2 separate regions of the Mus musculus genome follow, and region 1 is linked to region 2. Evidence: chromatin contacts called from public targeted proximity ligation data. All regions are on one chromosome and are shown on one strand. The core of a region is the stretch at or near the end of the contact, and the rest is flanking DNA. Distances in the headings are between cores, read along the strand shown. Region 1 overlaps Glis3 (GLIS family zinc finger 3). Region 2 has its middle 59 kb from the start of C030016D13Rik.

Region 1 (3,305 bases), core at 548-3,047, 900 kb before region 2:
TTAGCAGCGTGCCTGCCTGGCACCAGCTGCTCAGAGGAAGTCCTTCTACCTCCAGTACACAGTCATGCTCAATCTAAAACGTCTCCAGTCTCTGATGAAGTCTCTTTAGGGGCAAAGTCACCTTGGTTTAGAGTTATAGTTAAAATATGGCAAACTGATACTCTTTCATTGCAGAATATTACAAGGGAATTACGTTGAATTACGTTGAATTCTTAGGCTGGAAACAAGTTCTCCCCAAATCATAGATTTGTTTGCCTAAATGAAATAGAATGGGAGTTTATTATAAATAAAACCAATCAACCAACCAAAATTGCCTTCTCACAATAGAAAGCCTGTAAGATTAAATTAACTTGGAATTTTTCTTTCTAGCATTAGAAAATTCTCCTTCTGAGTATTTAATACTAACTCTCAACAGTATTGGTAAAATAACAAGGGCCCCGTCCACTCTTCTGTGGTAACGCCTGAGTTAACCAGGAGGGTCTATGCCTAGTAGCAGTGGCTGTTCGATTATGCAGCCCTGTGAACCACCTGTAATAATTGTTTCCCAATTACCTTCATGCCAGCCTTTTGCATTTAGGTGGAGATGAAAACTGAAATAAAATTCCGACTTCCTGGTTCTGTGTGAATGCTGGGCATATTATTCATTTGCAATACAAAGCAGCTGTGTAATTCCAAATGAGATATTCTATCTGTGCTAGCTAGTGTTTACCATCAAGGCACCAAATTATCCCTGAATCTATTTGAAGTTCATTACCCAGCTTTCTCAACTGAGAGCACACTGTGAAAATGCACCCCCCCCCTTAGTTTTATTCAATTTCTAGGCAGTGGGGCTGAACTGCCTACATTTCCAGTCCTGACTTGATTCAGAATGTGACCCTTTGAGACTCCTAATGAGACTGGCCCAGGAGTCAGAAACAAGAGACTTGGGATATTTTTACTTTTACATTAAAATATTGAGTATTTTTGAGACAGGGTTTTGCTATGTAACCCTGGCTGGCCTAGAGCGAACTATGTAAATGATATGCTGGCCTTGAACTCACAGACATCCATCTGACTGTGCCTCCCAAGTGCTGGGACTAAAGGCATATGCCACCACACCCAGCCATATTATTTGGTTAATTAATACACAGGAAACAGTGTTCAAGTCCACTTTCTTTTTGGGAACAGCAACTTTCTAGATGGACCTAATAGCTGTCCTGGGCCTTTGGAGACCACAGTACAGCAAAAGTAGTCATTGACTATCAGGGTCAATGTTATTATGGTCCTGAGACTTTGACTTCCCAGAAACTGGTCCTGATTCCTGTCTTATCAGTTTTGATGAAGCCCCTAAAGTGCCATGCACCTGGTCAGTGTGAGGTGCAACGATCTCTCCTGGGTAGAGACATTGTTCAGTTTCAGACCTTGACTCCACACCTCTTTTTCTCTGGAAATGATAGCTGCCAGGCAAAGGAAGAACAATGCCAAGTCAGTCCCCTTTGAGCTTGTGCAGTACTAATGGGAACCGCAGGCATCCTCTTGTTCAGGGTGAGAATAAGGGTGAGAAAGAGATCGCTGTTTTCAACCTGAGTCTTCACTTTGTGCTGACAAATTAATCACCTGTTTGTGAACCTCTCTGAACAGTAAGGCTCACTGTCAGGTTTGCCAGATCACATGCACTTTTCATTGCATGACATCTTGATGACAAAGGAAATCTAGGGGTGAATGTGAACCTCGAGATGACTCAAGAGTTTGGCTTCCTTTCTGTGACTCAAGCATGGAGAAGTCACTGGTCCCGACTGGCACCCTGTGACACAGAGGAGAGGCAGCCAGGCCTGTGGATGGAGCCAAACACGTTTTCCAAGGGATGGTTTGCATCTAGGCTCTGTGGAGTCATGTTTAAGCTTGTTCATATTTAAATTTCATCCAGACACCCTACTCTGAACCGTAAATGCACCAAATATAATTGCTAATTCAGGTGTTCTTCCCCATAACTAAAGGTTGGATTTCTTTTAGGACTAATGATGAAATGTTTCAATTTCTTGATCTGTCCTGGTTACCACAGTGTGTCCAATTTGCAATAATTAACTGAGTTGCCCTCTATCATTTGTCTGATTTCCTAGGTTATAATACTAGTGTGAAAAGATTTATTTTCAAAGGAATAATGTCAAAATGGAAAATAATTGACAAAAGTTTGTAAAACAGAAAAAAAAAATAACAACTTAGTGACGAAAAGTAGAATCACGGAGTATTGTTGAGATTTCAGATGCCATTTGCATATTTTAATCAAAATCTTTGCAGTCTACATCTTTTGTCTATGATGGTTAAAGGTAGCCTGTCTCACAAATAACATTTTTCTTTGTATGTACAATAATTATTTGGTGCTATCAATCATGAAAACTCCTTTGTTGTTTTGCTGATAGTTTCTTGAGACAATACTGCTGGGTCCTCCTTATCAGCATGTGACTCTAACTGTGCACCATAGCTCACTGACCGTTCAGGTAATAAGTCAGGAGCCAATAAAAGCTAGGCTTCATCCTTAGCCTTACAAGAGTCATGGTGTCCAGGTCCTCCTTACTTTGCCAGCAGAGGTGCAGTTGAAAGCCAATCTCAAGACCATTTATGTTACCCAGATAGCCCAAGAATCCACTTCATGTTTTAGGACACACAAATTTATATTTATGATGAGGAGGCAGGGATAATGAAGATAATCTGAGTTAATGGAAAATAGAATTATAGTTTTAAAAGGAGTATTTGCTTACCACAATACACCGAGTGTTTTCCCCACCTCCTGCCCCTGTCCAGCTCTCAGTTAAACTCTCAAGTGTTAAGGCATCAGTGTGGTATCCCCACATTCTTTACGGTTGTAGACCCATGTAAGTGTACACACAGCCAAGACTTTGTCCTGTAGAAATTGTCATCAGACCACTCAGATTTCTCACCACAGTGTTCCTCTCCTTTGTAGAATAGTACAGACAGCTTTCTAGGTCAGGTCATGGAGCGCCAACACATTCTAAAAAAATTTTTTTGTAGTTTTAATTTTTTTGAGAGTTCCATACAAGAAGAGTACTGTATTTATATCATTTCTATCCTCTCTTTCCAACTTCCAACTCTTCTTGTTTTCACACCAGCATCCCTTGTTTATGACATATATATGGCTGTGTGTGTATAATTACATATATATGTGTATGTGTGTGTGTGTGTGTATATATATATATATATATACACACGTATGTATATATATGTATATACATACATATTATGACATATTAAGTTTATTTAGTCTTGCTCCTGTGTGTAAGTGTTCAAGGCTGACCACTTGGGGATTG
Region 2 (3,591 bases), core at 285-2,784:
AAGTGCTGATCAAAGAATTCGACCCTTGGAAGCTTCAAGCCCTCCTCCTCCAGCCATCTTCATTAAGCTGCTTTACAGAGGACACCATGCAAAGTGAAGCCTCCAGATAGCTATGCATTTGGTCAGCTGCCCCAAGGAGAATTATGGGAGGAGATTTTCACAGTCTTAGTGATGTATGGGAAGTGATGGCTCAGCTTTTCATGCCTATTTTTGCTCTTCAGCTTCAGATTCTCTGTGTGCTCATCACATCGTGGCCATCACCCACAGATGGGCCATTTTATTTAGAAATAGAGTCGTACTGGGTGAGGTGTCCTGTCTTTTCAAGACCTGTGCAACTAGGTAAAGATAACAGTGCCTCATGTTGATTTGGACAGAGCCTCACCCTCACCTAGGGAATTTACCAGGTTCCCTGTGTTTCAACAGCTATCTTGTTTTCCTAAATCTTCCATAGTAAGTTGTTCCATGGCAGGGAGGTTAAAACAACAATGGTTTGTCCTTAGGTTCTGGAGGTCCGAAGTCTGAAATCAACGAGAGAATAAGGTCCCATTCCCTCTCAAAGCTCAAAGCTCAAGGAGAAATGTTGCCCTACATTTTTCAGTCTCAAGGTGTTCCATGATGATTGGCACTCCCTGTGGCAGCACCCTCGTCCCTACCTGTCTCCCCTTGACCATCTTCCCTGTGTGTGTCTGTGTGTATTCCTCTCATAAGGATGCCTGTCTATTGGGCATAACTCAATATGGCCTCATCTAATCTTGGTTACAGAGGCAAAACAAGGTCCCATTCACAGTTACTGTAGTTTAAATTGAACCATAAATTTCATGAAGACACAGTATTTTTATGACAACCAAAATATTAAGAATAATAGCTAAATATCTTTTCCACTCCTCCAGTGCTCTCCACATTTTTTCTGGGGAAAACTCAAACCCCTTTAGCAAATACTACTCTGATGCCCGTGTCTTGCTCAATCAATAAACCCTCACTGATAGGCTTAGCTGTCCCCAAGATTCCAGCCCTTTGTTTCCCCATCCCTTTCTTCCTAATGATCACCCATAAGCCTATTTAGAATTACCATATCTCATTGAATGTTACCGAAAAAAAAAGTTGACCTATAAATGAATGGTTTTCCTACTCAGTATTGAACTAAGATGCATTCTCATCCTAACCATCTGCTCTGTTTCTGTAAAGTGTTAAATGAATGAATGAGTCTAGCAAAGATCTAGGGTTTTAAAACACACATGTCTATAAATGTATGAATACGTATAATGTACATGATATATAATGTATAAAATATACTCAAATAACTTGTTCAGGATAACAAGTGATTTAGGTTCTGTAGATACAGTTTGAAAAGCTATTTAATATTGTTTGTTCACTTTGGGAACTTTGAGCTACAATTTTGGGGTTTAATGTTGACCTCCAGAGCGTCTTGCCACAAACTTTTCATTATTTTCCTGCCATTTTAAGTACTCGCACATTCTCCTCGGTCAGATGAGTCACTATGAAGTCAGTGAGCCCAACTACCACATCTTGCTCCTCACACACACACTGAGTCACTCTGACAACCAGTTTCAGCCTCTCACTGACCATTCTGAGATGGCATTCTCCATCTTCTTGGATTCTTCCAACACTGGCGTACATGAGGACTTTCTGAATAAGGTTTTCCAGGAAATAAGCCTAACAATAGATAAATGGGACCTTAGGAAATTCAAAAGCTTCCTGACAACAAAGGAAACAATTGAGAAAAGAGACAGCTTAGAGACTCCTCTACAAAGCAGTAACAGCACTAAACCAAAAGATGGTGTACTGGCTGGTTTTGTGTGCCAACTTGACATAAGCGAGCTGGAGTTATCACAGAGAAAGTAGCCTCCCTTGAAGAAATGCCTCCATGAGCTCCAGTGTAAGGCATTTTCTCAATTAGTGATCAAGGGTAAGAGGGGCCCAGTGTGGGTGGTGCTATCCTTGGACTGGACATCCTGGGTTCTATAGGAAAGCAAGCTGAGCAAGCCAGAGAAAGCAATCCAGTAAGCAGCACCCCTCCATGGCCTCTGTATCAGCTCCTACCTCCAAATTCCTGCCCTGTGTGTGTCCTGACTTCCTTTATTGAAGAACAGCAATGTGGCAGTGTAAGCTGAATAAACCCTTTCCTCCCCAGCTTGCTTCTTTGTCATGATGTTTTGTGCAGGAATACAAACCCTAAGACAGATGGGTATGGGGGGGGGTAATATGATTGTGTACATGCATGAAAATATAATGAGATCTGTTTTATATGTAATCAATGTATGCTAATAAAAATAACCAATAAGAAAGCTTACAGGAAAAATTAAACAACTCAGCAATAAATAGGCTAATGAAATGAATAAAAAGGTCTCAGATAATAAAACACAAGTGGCCAATAAACACATAAGAAACTGTTCAAATTCACCAGTCACCAGAAAATGGAAATTAGATTACACTGATACTCCAGCTTATCCCAGTCAGAATGGCAGTCATTAAGAAAACATGAACAGTGCTAAAGAGATGGCTCAGCAGTTAAGAGCACTGGCTGCTCTTCCAGATGTCCAGAGTTCAATTCCCAGCAACCACATGGTGGCTCAAAACCATCTATAATGGGATTTGATGCCCTCTTCTGGTGTGCATGAAGACAGCTACAGTGTACTCACATACTTAGATAGATAGATAGATAGATAGATAGATAGATAGATAGATAGATAGATAGATCTAAAGAAAAAAAGAGAGAGAGAGAGAGAAACGGAGAAAGGACAAAAGGAAGAAAGAAAGCAAAATCAGCCCTCATCGCCATGGTCCTAGGGCAGCCAGAAGAGAGACACCCAAGCACTTTCCCTGGACCTGCCTGCAGAGGGTGCAACTCTGATGAGCAAATGGGATGGAAAGAAGGGGAAGATGAAGTACCCAGTGGAGAGCAGGGAGAGAAAGTAAAGCGAAAGCCACATGGTTCATGCACTGTGAAAAGAAGCAGAACTGGAGACTTTATAGTGGTGAGAAGCAGGCAGATGTGAGGAGCCAGCCTGGGAAACCACCTGGGGCCATGGTGATGTCTGGGCCTGGACTGCCCCATAGGGCCATGTCTGTGTCCATAACCCTATTGAAGCTGGAGTCTGTAACTGATGTCTGTGGCCCAGGTTGCCACTGAAGGCCATTTGAATATCAGTGATACGGGCTGATGACTGAGACCATGTTGATGGCCAGAGGTCATACTGATACAAGGTGCCAAACTGATCTGGGTGGACTATGCTGCTACCTAAGGCCATGATGATATCTGGGCCCATGCTGCTGCCAGGGACCGTGTCTGGGTCCATGGTCCTACAGCAGCCAGGGTCTATGTTCATGTCTGAGGCCCAAGTTACTACCAAAAGCCATTTGATGTCTGACCACTGTGCTGCCCCTCATAACACTGCATGCTGGAGAGCTGGCCTCACCCCTCACCTGGGCAGCACAGTAGAACTGGCTCTGGTGGTATGGGTGGCCCTGCCCCTTGCTGGGTGCAGCACTCTGCAGTATGTCCCCACCCAACCCTACACCTTGCCTGAGCTGCACAGTAGAACTGGCCCTGGTGGCAGGGGTGTGGGTCAC

The links.
Region 1: a targeted proximity ligation map of pancreatic cancer cells shows a contact between it and region 2. A contact is called at or near these places in 3 of 130 datasets of targeted methods (astrocytes, embryonic basal ganglia and pancreatic cancer cells).

The regions. Positions count from the first base shown.
Region 1 is chr19:28,387,728-28,391,032 of GRCm38.p6, reverse strand. All of the region lies in intron 4 of Glis3 (GLIS family zinc finger 3), which reads left to right. Among named protein-coding and RNA genes, the nearest start is that of Gm35866, 25 kb to the right of the region's middle.
Region 2 is chr19:27,487,209-27,490,799 of GRCm38.p6, reverse strand. No RefSeq gene overlaps it. Among named protein-coding and RNA genes, the nearest start is that of C030016D13Rik, 59 kb to the right of the region's middle.